3 separate regions of the Mus musculus genome follow, and regions 2 and 3 are each linked to region 1. A link is a contact called in public HiChIP or PLAC-seq and promoter capture Hi-C data. All regions are on one chromosome and are shown on one strand. The core of a region is the stretch at or near the end of the contact, and the rest is flanking DNA. Distances in the headings are between cores, read along the strand shown. Region 1 overlaps Topbp1 (topoisomerase (DNA) II binding protein 1). Region 2 overlaps Gm46128 (a long non-coding RNA gene). Region 3 holds the start of Srprb (signal recognition particle receptor, B subunit).

Evidence for each region. Promoter capture Hi-C pulls out the DNA fragments that hold promoters and counts their contacts. HiChIP or PLAC-seq counts read pairs in DNA pulled down with a chosen protein or histone mark.
Region 2: an H3K4me3 HiChIP or PLAC-seq map of bone marrow-derived macrophages shows a contact between it and region 1, with 4 times the contacts expected there. The contact joins two enhancer-like sites. A contact is called at or near these places in 5 of 484 Hi-C or Micro-C datasets (CD8 T cells, embryonic stem cells and natural killer cells), 5 of 115 datasets of contacts at active chromatin or transcription factors (bone marrow-derived macrophages, embryonic basal ganglia, embryonic midbrain and 2 more) and 3 of 9 other capture datasets (adipose tissue, liver and pancreatic islet).
Region 3: a promoter capture Hi-C map of hematopoietic stem and progenitor cells shows a contact between it and region 1. The contact joins the promoter of Srprb here to the enhancer-like site in region 1. A contact is called at or near these places in 11 of 39 promoter capture datasets (3T3-L1-derived adipocytes, the C10 cell line, HPC-7-derived erythroid cells and 7 more), 15 of 484 Hi-C or Micro-C datasets (B cells, CD8 T cells, LSK cells and 10 more), 1 of 115 datasets of contacts at active chromatin or transcription factors (stem cell-derived neural progenitor cells) and 4 of 9 other capture datasets (adipose tissue, bone marrow-derived macrophages, liver and 1 more).

What each region holds. Positions count from the first base shown.
Region 1 is chr9:103,345,075-103,350,148 of GRCm38.p6, forward strand. It overlaps Topbp1 (topoisomerase (DNA) II binding protein 1), which reads left to right. Exons shown (of 28, transcript NM_176979.5): 25 at 668-805; 26 at 1,610-1,699; 27 at 1,853-2,014; 28 at 4,708-5,074. The coding sequence ends at 4,842. Among named protein-coding and RNA genes, the nearest start is that of Cdv3, 18 kb to the right of the region's middle. Within about 2 kb of position 2,202, at least 22 of the 459 cell types and tissues checked have an H3K27ac peak or open chromatin away from gene starts, as enhancers often do. A contact at or near this core is called in bone marrow-derived macrophages, granulocyte-monocyte progenitors and hematopoietic stem and progenitor cells, where this site is marked.
Region 2 is chr9:103,106,305-103,111,378 of GRCm38.p6, forward strand. The region is part of intron 1 of Gm46128 (a long non-coding RNA gene); the gene reads right to left. Among named protein-coding and RNA genes, the nearest start is that of Rab6b, 3.2 kb to the right of the region's middle. Within about 2 kb of position 2,102, at least 69 of the 459 cell types and tissues checked have an H3K27ac peak or open chromatin away from gene starts, as enhancers often do. A contact at or near this core is called in bone marrow-derived macrophages, where this site is marked.
Region 3 is chr9:103,200,092-103,205,165 of GRCm38.p6, forward strand. Srprb (signal recognition particle receptor, B subunit) reads right to left here and starts at 1,974. Exons shown (of 7, transcript NM_009275.4): 1 at 1,821-1,974; 2 at 1,196-1,290. The coding sequence starts at 1,968.

The DNA.
Region 1 (5,074 bases), core at 952-3,451:
TTCTGTGAGGATCTTTGAAACAGAACAAAGTCTGCAAGGTCGGGCTGCTTTATTCACATCCCTTTTTATTAAAATATTTTGGTTGGCATACAAAAAAATGAGTTTTTATTGTGGCCTGCTCACTTTTTGTTACCTAATTTATCGGTGCTTTTTTATTGAAATGATTTTCTCTTAATGAGCAGATTCAAGATAGCCCATTATAAGGCTTTTTCTTTGCTGTTAGCTTATCCATATTAAGCAGTTGTAACAAGCTGGGCATCACGGTAATATCTACTGTGTCGTTTCCGAAGCTTCCAATCTGAGCTCCTTGGGACTTGTCTTAGTTCATACCTCCTCAGGCTGTGCTCTCATGAAGCCAAATACTAGGGTATTTTACTAAGTTAGGTATGCTACTAAGTTGCCAAAATACAGCTGTCTGGCCAAAAGGTTTGTTTTGGGGAAATTAGTTTCTGGTTTTAATTAAAGCCAGCTGTACTGGTTCTTCACATAAAACTGAATAAATGGAATGAGTTCCCAAAGTAGTGTTCTCTATCATTCGTGTCTCTGTAACGATTGAACTTTCAGCTTTGATCTTGATAGACTGCAAGCTGCTGGGGGCCAGATACCCATGCTTAGTTAGCACAGTGCTGTGAAAGGAACCCACAAGTTCACTGGCCTGGTTTTCTAGGAAGAAGACTACGAGTGGGGAAGTAGCTCCATACTTGATGCTCTCCCTGACGTCACTGAGCACCAGCAGAAGCTCGCACTGGCGGCAATGAGATGGAGGAAAAGAATCCAGCAAAGTCAAGAATCCGGCATTGTTGAGGTACTATTGTGGGATTCAGTATTGTGACTTGTTTTAAAGAGCATATGCCTGACCAAGTAGTTCTGATTGTCTTTTATTCCATAATTGATATATTTAGTTGCACATTCTGTGTTGAACTAAAATTTCTGTTGTGCAGGGAGGCAGAGGCAGGAGAATGTTTGAATTCCAGGATATCTGAGGCTATGTAGAAATCCTGCCTGAGACAACAAAGTATTGTGTTACTGTAAGATAGGGTCTTCTAAAGATAACTTGTCTTTTCAGGGTAGAGCATCAGGAGTCCTAAGCCAGGTCTGCAAATTCTCTCTAAGGAGTCTATATACTTTTGAGTAAGGAAATTATGTCCTTTCTTTCCTAATTGCTGATTGCTAGGGTACTCCTGTAATCCTAGCACTTGGGAGGCAGGAGAAGAGCAAGAGGTCAGAGCTAGCCTATGAAACTTTGTCCTTTTTCTTTTCTTTCTTTCTTTTTTTTAAACTAATAATGGGTTGAAGAGGCCGCCCAGGGGTAAAGGCACCTGCGCTGCTCTTCCAGAGAACTCAGATTTAATTCCTATCATCAACATCTGTAAATCTACTTCCAGAGGATCCAACACCCTCTTCTGACTTCTGTAGGCCCTGCATGCAAGTGATACTTAGTATATGTAAATATATGCAAAAAACCCACTGAGTTTTGTGTGTGTGTGTGTGTATAGATAGATAGATGAATGACAAGAAATTACTTGACACTAAACAATTAAATTCATGCATTATCTCTGCATTTTGAATGTTTAGTATGTTAAAATTACATGTACTTATTTTTAAATAGGGAGCATTTAGTGGCTGGAAAGCTATTTTACGTGTTGATCGGCCCCGAGAAGCTGGGTTCAAACGCCTTCTTCAGGCAGGAGGAGCAAAGGTTTGTCCTGAATTAATTTACTGCTATCCTAGGGGCAGGTTTGCACCAACTTGTCCAGCAAGGTTTCTGTGATGTCTCCCTGCCCTCTGCCTTTGAGGGGAGGAGCATCTGCTATGGAGCATGAGGGGATTAACCCTTCCTGTTTTTCATTAGGTGTTATCTGGTCATCCAGAACCTTTACTTAAAGATGCTACGCATCTCTTTTGTGACTTCAATAAACTGAAACCTGATGACTGCAGAGTTTTCATCGCAGAGGCTACTGCCCAGAACATGGTCTGCTTGAAAACAGAATATATCGCTGATTATCTCATGCTGGTTTGTCACATTCTACTCTTCCGTTTATCATTATCATTTTTATTACTTGTGTGTATATGTGGGGTGGGGAGTTGGCACATGTGTGCTCGTCAGAGGATAGCTTAATGGAGTTGGTTCTCTCCTACCATGTAGGTTCAAACTTAGGTTGCCAGGCTGGTAGCAAGCGCCTTTACTTGCTGAGTCATTTTGCTGGCCCCATACTTCCTTATTTCTAGAGATATGTGTATGTTTGTAGATGAACATCCACACATTTACTCTTGGCTTGCTGCTAATAGAATTGACAGTCTGCCATTCTCTAGTCTTTCAGTTTAGTTCCATTTCTATATTGGATGCCTGTAAACTTTTTAGCATGAAATTTAAGTATGACAGGTTTATGAAAATCTGGGTAGCTATAGATGTTTTACAAGTTCTTTAAAATATTGGGCTATAAAGAAAGCAGGGGGCTAGAGAGTTGGCTCAGAGACAAGAGAACTGGCTGCCATTGAAATCAGACTCAGTTCCTACCTAACAGTAACAGACCTACCGTGTGTACCTGTGTTCGTGTGTACCTGTGTTCGTGTGTGTGCTCGTGTGTGTGTGTGTGTGTGTGTGTGTGTGTGTGTGTGTGTTCGTGTATAGAGGTGTCTGTGGAGTTCAAAAAAAAAAAAAAAAAAAAGAGTTCTATTCCCTGGAGCTGGAGTTATAGGAGGCTGTATCCTGTCCAGTATGGGTGTGAGAATCAAACTTAGATCTCTTAAGTGCTCTTAACTGCTAAGCCATCTCTCCGGCCCTAAATGAATGGATTTTTAAACTGTATACTTGCTTCCTAGGTCAAGCAACATTTTAATATAATCAAGTAACATTGATTTATTACATAGCCGTTTCTCATTTTTTTTATGCATTTCAGAGTTTTGGGGAAATCAGAACATGTGTCTCCTCAAATACTTAGCATGTGTATCATTAACTAGAATCCAGTATTTGTTTACTTTTCTCTTAGAAGAGCTGTTGTACAGTGAAATTTGTAGATAACAGTTCCATCATGTGAGTCAGCCTCCTGATAGATGATGGCCTTCCAAAACCCTTTGGTATCAAGAGCATGACCTCATTTCAACAAGCATCCTTGGGGCCCTTTTCAATGACCTCTACCCCAGCCCCACAGAGATAAGCTTGTTTTATTATTTGTCCCCAGAATATATTAATCTTTCCTTAGTTTGAGAGCTTTTTATACCTGGCCTTAGGGAACACTTAGCATACTGTCCATGTGTCTAGGTCATGGTGCATGTTAGCTAGCTCATCCCTTATTATAGAACGTTCTGTCTGAACAGAGCCCCTGGGTGACTTCCCTTCAATGTGAAGTAGTGTAACTGCTGGGCTAAGTATACATTTAGTTTATGTGGTCTGGATAGCTTTAAACTTGCAGGGCTTCCTACTTCTGTCTCCTAGTACTAGAATTGCATGGTATTCACTATCAGACTCTTCCTAGAAGAGATTTGGTGTCACTTTATAGTCACTTGACTTTTAGCATCTGGTATGGCTACAGTGGAGGTAGTAGCATCATGCTTTAAAAGAATCAGTCTTTACCTCTCTTACTCTGCCTCTCTTTGCCTCCCATCCTTGTCCTGCTAATTGCTGTTATTACCAGCATGTATCTCGTTGTTTATGAGCTTTTTTCACTTGGTACTCCAGATTGGCCTTAGGCCTTAAACTGGTTTTGTTTGTTTGTCTGTTTTCTTTCAATTCTGATGGAAAATAGGTTATAGACTATAGATCCTGGCATTTATCTGTTTGCATTACTTAACAAATAACAGAAGCAGCTGAACTGTCAGTTCACATTTTAGTCTTATTAAATAAAGGTTGTGTGTGTGTGTGTGTGTGTGTGTGTGTATGTATGGCTCAGAGGCCAAAGATTTGGCCAAGCTCCACAAACTATTTCTGGCTTCCAGACCTTTGCTCTGGGTTCCCAACCTTTTTTTTCTGAGGAAATAGTTGCTTTCCTACCTTGTTCTTCAAGCCATTTCTATTAGAATTTTAGCCAGCCTGTGGCACACATAAAAGAAACAAAATGAGAAAGCCCACAAAAGCTAAATTGACCCAGGTCTGACCTGCCCTGTAACAGTTACTTGGTTTGTTAATTCTCCAGCGTCTTTAATTAGAATTTAAGTTCAATTCCCAGAACCCAAAAAAGGCAAGCATGATGTTTGTAATCTTAACACTGGAAAGGCTCAGTTCCAGGCCCATAAGTGACTAGTGGGATTGGCATGGTGACTCAGGCCTTTAATCCCAACATTTGGGAGTTAAAGGTAGGAGGATCACTAAAAGTCTGAAGCATCCTGGGCTACAAAAGGCCAGCTTGTCTTATTTATTTATTTATTTATTTATTTATTTATTTATTTTATGAAAATAGAAAAATGGCTGCAAAGGTAGCCATTGCAAGGACTTGGTGTCAGGTAGAAACACTTAAATGTCCTTGCTACCTGATAGTTAAGCCCATTGCACATTTGTAAATGGGTGTAAAAACACTTATAGTAATTCACACTACTAGCTACTGACCAGCCTTTCCCCAATTTAATCTATATTTTAATCCATGGAATCATTAAAATCTGAACTAGCCATGCTTTACCTGAACTTTGACCCACTGGCAAGCTTTGAGGGGAAAAAGAAACCTGGAGACATACATGCACTACAAATTTGAAGTTTTCCTCTTCCCATTCCAGGAATCCCCTCCTTGTGCAGACAATTACCGTGTATCCGAAGCTGCTTTATTCCATAATAAGAAAGGTGGGCCTGGATTACCACAGAAGAGGAAAACTCCTGCAGAGAATGTAGTCAAACGGCCTCGAGTACACTGAAGTGAGCCATACACAACCACCCAACGAATGTTTTTGAGTTTAGTGTGCTTGCCTAAAATGTATAAAGTGCACTAGAAAATTTTCAGCTACAACCTGAACATTGCTGTGATGCATTTGTGTAGCAGTTTAAAGGCATACATCTGAAGGACTATGCTTCAGATTCTAATGATCCTGTAAACTGGATACCTTTAACCTGAATTTGAATCACTGGTTATTGACTGTTCCTAATGAG
Region 2 (5,074 bases), core at 852-3,351, 240 kb before region 1:
TCCAATGACTCCATAATTTCCCAACAGCTCCTCCAACCAGGGACCGAACCCCAACTGTGTGAGACTGTGGGGGACATTGCTCACTCAAACCACCACAAAGGTTATGGTTTCAAAGTGATGTGTTTGATCCGCTTCCCCCAAGGCTTACGGAAACCTCGTGGAAGAGGAAGGAGAAAGACTGTAAGGTCCAGAGGCCAAAAAGTGTCTTCTGTATATGTCAGGACCACAGAATTTATAAGCTCAGAGCAGAGCAGCTGTGGTAGTCCACACAAGACTCACACAAGAGAAACGAACAAATAATATCAATATATCAAAAGTGCATTGTTTAGGATGATCAAGGCAACCAATAGACCTCTAGATAGAATACTGGGGGCAGGGAAGAAGACAGCTATAACCTGCCAAAATCTGGAATAGGAGACATATCACTAGACAGTTTATAGAATTAAAAGATTAATAAGGCAACATTACAAATAGTCTCTCTCACACACAAGTTGTGTAGCTTAAGTGGAAAAATTCCTTTAAAGACACTGACTGTTGGTGATCCATCAAGAAAGAGAACAGAGAACTCAAAAAGTCTAATATTTACTGAAGAAACTGAATTGGTATTTTTAAATCTCCCCATAAAGAAAACCAAGAATCAACGGCTTCATTCAATAATTCCATCCAACTTAAAATTGTTTCACTAACAAATTATCTTAGCTGAGCATAGTTGCTCACACTTTTGATCCCAGCACTCGGGAGGCAAACACACGTGGATCTCTGAATCCGAGGCCTGCCTGGTCTATGGAGGACGGCCAGGTCTACACAGAGAAATCCTGTCTTGGAAAACCAAAACTAACAATAATTTTTAAAAGTACATAAAAAGTTTAAATATTTACGTGTGTCTATGTGAGTATATACCTGTGAGTGCCCATGGAGACCAGAAGAGGGAATCAGAGACCACTGGTTCTGGTCATGAGCTGCCTGATGTGGGTGCTCAGAACAGAACTCTGGTCTTTCTGAAGCATGGGAAGTGCTCCTAACCACTGAGTCATCTCTCCAGCCCTTCCGTTCAACATTTAAGAAACAATTCCAATTTTACATAAGCTCCTGCCACAAATGGGTGATGCCCGTGTACTTCCTGGCTCATTTTCTGAGGCCAGCATGACTGTTATCCAAACCAAATGATGATATTAATTTTTGTTGTTGGTTTTGTTTTGTTTTTGCTTTTATTGGATATTTTCTTTATTTACATTTCAAATGTTATCTCCTTTCCTGGTTTCCCCTCTGAAAAACACCCTCTTCCTTATCCCCTCCCCCTGCTCACCAACCCACCCACACCTGCTTCCTGGCCCTGGCATTCCCCTACACTGGGGCATTGAGCCTTCACAGGACCAAGGGCCTCTCCTCCCATTGATGTCTTACTAGGCCATCCTCTGCTACATGTGCAGCTGGAGCCATGAGTCCCACCATGTGTACCCTTTGGTTGGTGGTTTAGTCCCAGGGAGCTCTAAGGGTACTGGTTAGTTCATATTGTTGTTCCTCCTATGGAGCTGCAAACCCTGTCAGCTTCTTAGGTCCTTTCTCTAGCTCCTTCATTGGGGACCCTGTGCTCGGTCCAATGGATGGCTGTGAGCATCCACTTCTGTATTTGTCAGGCACTGAAAATGATGATATTATAAGAGAAGAAAATTGCAGGACAACATCACTCACAATCGTAGACAAAAAAAAAGTGCCAACATTTTAGAATGCCAAATTTAATATATATAAAAGAACAACTTATTATCATTGGGTAAGGTTTATCCAAAGAATGCAAAGAATGCAGGCATCTGTTGTGGGTGAGGGAAGGAAGAAACTACTGTGGTCCACACCATGGCACACCTCTCAGTAGTAATGGAGTAGACTACTGATACAAACAGGAACTCAGAATCTGTCCATGGAGTTATCTCAGGTGAGAAGAAAAAAAAAAAAAAAAACCCAGCCCCCCCCCCCCCCCCGCCCCATGTTCCGTACAATATAATTTCGTTCAGATTCTTGAGTCTAAGGAAATGAAATAGTTCAGTGATTGAGAGTGAGGAAGGGATAGGTGTGAGGAAGGCAGGAGCAGGAGTGTTCCCATGGTGATGGGACTCTTTGTACTTGATTGTCTATATACGGGCTCGACAATGAACTTGATACACAAGATACTACCATGGTGGAAGTGGGTAGGGCAGGTTAGATAAAGTACCCACGGGTCTGACTTTTTTTGCAACTTCTTGTGAACCCATAGTGACTTCCAAATGAAGAGAAATCTGTAGTTATGTTTTTATGTAAATAGCTGTTGGGAGCCGCCCCCACATTCGCCGTCACAAGATGGCGCTGACATCCTGTGTTCTAAGTGGTAAACAAATAATCTGCGCATGTGCCAAGGGTATTTTACGACTACTTGTACTCTGCCTTTCCCGTGAACGTCAGCTCGGCCATGGGCTGCAGCCAATCAGGGAGTGATGCGTCCTAAGCGAAGAATAACTCCTCCTTAAAGGGGACGGGGTTTTCCGCCATTCTCTCTCTCTCTCTCTCTCTCTCTCTCTCTCTCTCTCTCTCTCTCTCTCTCTCTCTCTCGCTGGCATCTCTCTGGCTCTGCGCGCCCTGCGCTCGCTCGCTGCCTAAAGATGTAAACAATAGAGTGCGCTCTGCGCTGGCTCCTAAAGATGTAAATAGAAGGGGCTTTCGCTTTTGGGGCGGAGGGTTTGCGCTCCTAGCTCCTGAAGATGTAAGCAATAAAGTTTTGCCGCAGAAGATTCTGGTCTGTTGTGTTCTTCCTGGCCGGGCGTGAGAACGCGATTAAGAAATAGCCAAGGGCAAATAGCCAAGCCCTTCTTGAAGAACATGAAGAAACATGGGTGGTGGGGTAGCTATATGTTCCGACAGCGATCTTTGGTGTAAAGATAACAACATACATCAGGTTTTAGCCCTTGATGTATTTCCTCTCTGCAGAGCTTTGGAACCTTTCCGCAGGTGCACCAGGAGACAGGTAGAGAACAGTCCTATCTGCACCATTTGCAAAGCAGAAAGAAGGCTGGGTGCTCTTTCCATGGTTAATTTCCTGGCTCTGCTAAGGTACCGTGGTTATGTAAGATGTTATCGTGGGGGCTGTTGGATGAAGAGACACAGAAACTTCCTGTACTATTTTTTGAAACCTCTATGTAGTCTAAAACTATTTCAGGCTTTAAAAACTGGACACATTTTTACTGAAAATGGTTTCAAAATTGGGGCAGACGATGGAATGCTAAGCAGACACGGGAACCAAAGGCTCTGCTCTATGCATCAACAGGAATCTTGGGAGTACAGCGAGAAGGGAAGAGCAAGTCAGAAGACAGGGTTTGAAATATGAATTCAAAAGACTCAAGAGAAATGAAAGTGTTGAGAGTTTGGGTTTTCTGCCTTGGGGAAGGAGGAAAAGGGGGAGGGGATAAAAGAAGAATTAGAAGACAGGTGTGTGTTCACTGCGATATGATGTCTTTCCATGTTCCTCATCCAGAGAACACACTCATCAGGAAGGGCAGAAAGATGCCATGCAGAAGAAACTCTTTCTAGTGAGACTACCAAAAAGAGGCTTATAGTGGCTCTTTTTATCTATCACATGGGAAATGCCTGATATCCCAGGACAGAATAAAGATGATCCCTTCCCCTAAGAGACAAAGGAATGGCAAGGGTAAGGGAGAGACTTGGAAGAGAGCAGAAGCATTCTAAGGTTAGGATTCACATACAGCATGAAGACCATGCTGTGTAGCTCTGCCCAGACTGCAGGAGCCAACCCAGCCGACTGAACCAGTACAGATGAGGAAATGCTGGGTGGAAGGTGTGACACCCCCCAACCCCCTGAATGCCTTGACCTCCACAGGCAGGGAGGGGTGTGGCTTAGGAGTAGTTCTTTCACTGCTGGAGTGTCCAACTTCTAGCTACGGAGACACAACATTGCAATCTACAAACTTCACAATGTAAAACCAGGCAATGGGATCAACAACAATAAACAAAAACTTGCCCCAAAAAATGTAGAAACCCATCCAGTATCTCATAATGTTCTACATAAGATTACAATATTGTGTTGTGCTGAATTCAAAGCTATCCTGCAAGGCATATGGCCTGTGGACAGTGGGTCGGACACACCTGCCAAAACTTTCCTCAGCCCATGCTGGATCCCGAGACAGCAACACACTCGGGGCAAAAGTAGGGTGGAGTCTGAGTTATCTTAGTCTGGTGCCCAATCTGGCATGCTTATATGCTCAGAGGGATGACCTCCGACTCCAGGGACTTCAAACCGAAGAAGACCACAAGAATAGAACAGTTACTCTGATTTGAGAGTAGTTTTAGAGGTTAATTCGAGCATTCAGCAACTGTTTCCTAAACTCTAGGTGAAGTGGAACCTCAGCTGCTTCCATGGAGTTTCCTGTGAGGGCTCAATGTGCGGTGGGAGACTCTAGTGGGTACATTCGGGGTAAATTCATAAGTGTCCCCTGGGAAATCCGTAGGCACGGGTGTGTGTGTGTGTGTGTGTGTGTGTGTGCATTTCACTCCTGGCTTGCTTTGTGTAACATACACTACACATTCCAAACAGTCCCAAACAAACATTCCCTGAATGGCCAGAGAAGGTCAAGACCAGCAAGTGGCTGGAGAGGAAGAGGGGAGGGGCTTTGTAAAGCCTCAATTAACCCGATGCCTTAGAGTGTACTGCTTGGGGACTGCGTTTAACCTTAGTCTGGCGTCTACTCCTTGCTCTCACGCTACTGTGTGTGCCCTGCAAACTTAGAGGTCGCTCTCTTATACTCTTGTAGCTCATTACCCGAATAAACCTAACTAGCAGGGCGCAGGAGTGTGGTTGGGCTGACGGTCTCAGGATCAAAAGAGGCAGGGCATTGTCTTTGGGTTAGTGGAGCTGTCTTCTACCAGGCAGGTTAGGTTTCAAACCCTAGTAGGCATATCCTGTAAGGGTGTCTTCTCTCTCACTGGCCAGCTCCTCTGGGGACAACCACAGATCCCCTCCGCATGAAGAGTCTGAGCCTAGCTAGATAGGAGGTAAGCTAGAGGCCAGCAGGGGCCACCGAGGAGCCATACC
Region 3 (5,074 bases), core at 724-3,223, 150 kb before region 1:
GGCTATACAGAGAAACCCTGTCTGGAAAAAAACAAAATCAAACAAACAAACAAAAAAATGTATGTCCATAACCATTATATTCTGAGTAGCCCAAGAAACTGGTAATGCATTTTTTAACAGGTGTATGTACACTGAAGGTTGGTTGATGTCGGGAGTCCTTAATCTTTCTCCACCTTATTTATTTACTGTTTTTGCTTTTTTTTTTTTTTTTTTTTCCCTGACATAGGGTTTCTCTGTGCAGCTCTGGCTGTCCTGGAACTCATTCTACAGACCAAGCTGGCCTCAAACTTGAAGAGATCCTCCTACTTCTGCCTCCCAAGTGTTGGCTTTAAAGGCATGGACCACCACCACACAGCCAGCCACCTTTTGTGAGGCTGTGGTCTCTCACTGAACCCGGGGAGAAAACCAACTAGCATGGGTGGTGGTGAGCCAAGGAATTCCAGGGATCCATACCTCCTAGGCCCTGGGATTGCTGACAAGAACTTCTGGACCTGGCTTTCACGTATGTGCCACCGATCCAAACTCAGACCCTCATTTTTTTGCCAGGCAAGAAAACAGACTGAGTCACCTCCCCATCCCCAGACCACGTATTCTAACAGCATCGTGTGTGTATGTGTGTGTGTGTGTGTGTGTGTGTGTGTTTTTACAGGTTTTCCTAGAGTCTTTTTTATATAACTCCCAGGGGGCTGGAGAGATAGCTCAGTGGTTAAGAGCACCGACTGCTCTTCCGAAGGTCCTGAGTTCAAATCCCAGCAACCACATGGTGGCTCACAACCATCTGTAATGAGATCTGACTCCCTCTTCTGGTGCATCTGAAGACAGCTACAGTGTACTTAGATATAATAATAAATAAATCTTAAAAAAAAAAAAAGAATTAACTCCCAGGGCTGGAGACTCAACTAAGTTGGATAAGATCCCATCCTGCTTCTAGCAAAGGGACCTGAATTCAATTCCCAGCACCCACATCAGGCAGCTTTGAAGACCGACTCTACAAAATCTGACACATCTGGCCTCTACAGGTACAGGCACTCATGTGCATATACCCACACACATACATATAATTAAAAAGAAAAAAAAATATTTTTAAAAACATGTCCTAAACTTGCTGTACCAAATAAACTGCAAGATGACAGGGCTACGGAAATGCCTTACCCATCCCTCTTAAGTCTAACCGAGGTGAAAATCAAAGCATTACCCTGACAAACAGCAACGTTTTCCCAGAGTCACAGAGACCAACGAAGAGAACAGCTCTCTGACTGCTCTTTCGGCTCCAGATGAACTTCCAGAACACTGCAGAGAAGAGAAAGGCAGCCTTCATTTTCTAAAGACATTATTAGTAGGCATTTACGACAAAAAAACAAAGCGTCCATCTGGACTACTTTCATTGTCACACGGATTAGAGTCAGTTTTGTTAGGAACTCACGGAGCGCCAGCCACTATCAACTGTAAACCTTTTCACGTCTATTTCCCTCATCCAAATGTGGAGACTAAAAGTATACACAGAATGATGGATCTGGGAAAAATTAGTGGCTTGCTACATTTGATTGGTGGATTTCTACTCTACCTTAGTACCCCAGTATCTCAGAGCCCAGTTCAGACACAAGTGGCTCAAAGTTGGAATGAACGATGGCGGCCGCAGCGCTCAAGCGCACAGGGCCGCCTCATGTAAGTCCTGTCCCAAGACCCAGGTCACTTCAGCGTCCCCTTTCCACACTGCTGGGTCTGGAAGACGAGTAGTAGAAGAGGGAACGCAGCCGTCCGCCTCCCTGGCCTGCGGCGCCGAGCCACCCTGCCCTCGCCGTGAATGCCGGCCGCCTCACCCAGCGTCAGCAGCACCGCCAGGAGAGCCACCGCCACGGAGAGCAGCGTCGGATCCCTCTGCTGCAGCTCCTGTCGTAAGGAGTCGAGGTAAGGCTGGAAGGCGCCACCGGCGCCATCGCCAACTCGCCGGGTGTTCGCCGAAGCCATGAAAGAGGTGTGTAGTCTTCCCGGGCCGCCAAAGTTACGTGGCTCTAGGCTCCACGCCGTGGTGGGGCGCGGGGCATCACGGGAGTTGTAGTCCCTTAGGGGTATCTCGGCTAAGTGCCTGATGGGAGTTGGAGTTTTTTGGTTTCTACAACCCAGTTAGCGAGTGTATTCATATCGGCATGCTTTGAGACATGTATAGCTTTGTGGAATTTTTTTTCTTTGCATTTTAATTTTTTATCTTTGGAGAATTTCATAAATGAATATGATGTCTTTTGGTCAAACCCACCCCTCTACTCCCATTTCATTTCGATTTTTGAAAGAATGATGACTTTTAGCAAAATTAACGGCTACAAAACTTCATTTGAGGGTGAGGATTTCTACTCGGCCGTTACATGGGATGAAATTTATGAGAGATTTTACCACAGTATGATGTGACCGAAGATGTGATGGAGTCACAGAGAATCCACAAAGACACATCAAGTCCTTTATGAGGTCAGAGAAAAGTAGCTAGAGATGGACCTGAATCTTGGAGGATGCATTAACCTATACCGGCAACTAAAGAAAACAGAAAAAGACGCACGGAAGAGAAGCTTGAGTAAAAGCCAATGACATGTGGGAAACTCGGGAATTCTGTGTCCTGCATTGACACGTCCAGCACGGAAAAAAATGACTGCATTTTAAAAAGCAATCAGGAAAATCAGTGCTCGGGAGGATGTGGAGGTGTCGACGATAGATTGATCATTCCCACCCAAAGGAAGCAGGCCTACTCAACCAGGTAGGCCATTTGAGAGGCCCAGAGTAGACAACATTTTTCAGTTTCTCAAGAGGACTTATTTATAAAAGATCTTCATGGGAACTCTTCTACTTAAGATTTCATCGGGTAATCGAAACATTTAAAAAAAAATGTGAGCTTCAATTTAAAAATATCTCTGCGAGTCAGAAGTGGCCAAGCCTCGAGGGCCATTTGCAGCCTCTGTCATTAAGTAGCTGTCATTATTTTAAAGTATTTAAGTACAGGTCTGCCTGGGAGATGACAGGAAAAGTCGATGTCACTTAAAGGCTAAACAAATTCATTAAAATGTCGCACTGCCACATAAAACCCCAACTCCTGCAGGTACCAGGAAGAGAGGAAATGAGACATTCCCTTCCTCTCTAGTGTGGCAGTGAGTGATTGGGTAGGAAATGAAACAAAGATGTTAAAGTTTGAGTTTGGAAGGTTCGCAATGTGATTTCGATTTCCATACATCCTCAAAAGGCAGAGGGCAGGTGAGAAGAAGCCCACTCGAGAGGGCCACTCCGTTGGCCTTACCATCGCCAGATACTGAGTCGCTGGCTACAGGCTATGTATAAGAATGATTAGATTGTCCATGGAAGCAAAAGTGGCAGAAAGGCAGCTGGAAAAGTTTGTAGGAATCAGACCTGGGAGTGGTTTTGTGTGCTATGCTGAAGAACTCAGAGTTTACTCATAGTATAACAATAAGCTGAAGGTGACATGGATAATTGGCAGATCTGTGGAGAACTGTGACTGGAGAGAGAAAAGACTGAGGCTGGGGGAATCAATGGGAGTCTCTTGTCGTATTTAGGCAAAAGATACTTGGAGTCTAACACAGGATAAAAGTGTGAAATCCGGGGCTAGAGAGATGGCTCAGTGGTTAAGAGCACTGGTTGCTCTTCCAGAGGTCCTGAGTTCAGTTCCCAGCAACCACATCAGGTGGCTCACAGCCATCTGTAATGGGATCTGATGCCCTCTTCTGGTGTGTCTGCAGACAGCTACAGTGTGCTCACATACATTAAATAAATAAATAAACAAACAAACACTGAAAGTGTGAAATACAGGGTAAAATTTCTGAGATATTTAGAAGTTAAAATATGTAGGTTGTAATGACTATAAAATATATAGTTGCTGTTGTTCTATTACTGTGAAAAGACACCATGACCAATACAGAAGAAAGCATTTAATTGGGAGCTTTTTTGTTTGTTTGTTTTTTTGAGACAGGGTTTCTCTGTGTAGCCCTGGCTGCCCTGGAACTCACTCCGTAGACCAGGCTGGCCTCGAACTCAGAAATCCACCTGCCTCTGCCTCCCGAGTGCTGGGATTAAAGGCATGCACCACCACCGCCTGGCAGAAGAAAGCATAGAAAGCATTTAATCGAGAGCTTCCTTATATTTCAGAGGCTGAGTTCATGAGTGTCGCAGTAGGGGATGTGGCAGCAGGCAGGCATGGCACTGACACAGTAGCTAAGAGCCTACATCCTGATTCAGAGGCAGAGAATAAGAAACTGGGCCTGGTGTGGGTGTTCAAAACTTCAAAGCTCACTCCAGTGACACACCTCCTCCAACAAGGCCACACCTCCTAATCCTTCCCAAACAGTTTCACCAACTGGGGACCAAGCGTTCAAATGTATGAAGCTATGGAGATGTTCTCATTCAAACCACAACACAGCCTAACCTACACAGTAAATTCCTTGGCTACATAGTGTGAGATTTTGTATCATCCTTTGTTTTGGTAAATCTCCATCCCAAATATACCCCGGCGATGAAAACACAACACAGTTAATATGAATACATGCTGTGCACCTAGGTTGGGCAGATCTACCACTACACTACCATCTTCCACATCTATGAGACCCCTTAGAACTTGCAGTTTCTCCAGGCCATGTGCTTCTGCTCTGCTTTTCTTCTTCCTCCTCCTCTACGTCCTCTCCCTCTTCCATTTTCTTCTTCTCTCTCCCACCTTTCACTCCACCTTCCCTTTTATCTGCCCAATCATCAGCTCTTCTTTATTTTACAAATTAAGGTGGGAAGCAGGTTTACAGGAAATCACCTGAGTGCTGACTCATTCCTTGTTCGCAGCCCCTCACAGGAGAATGGAATTAATATCAAATATAATTAGCCCCAGGGCTATTCACAACCATCCTTTCTAACAAAAAAAAAGTTGTTGGACGAAAGATTGTTGTCATCATATGTAAAAAGAAAATTGCGTACCTATATGTATACAAACACATACACAAAATAAAAATTAATATTTAAAAAATGACTTGAAGAGACATTTTTTCCCACATGTTGCAAACTATCAGGAGGAATGTGAAGTGTGCTTAATGTCTTT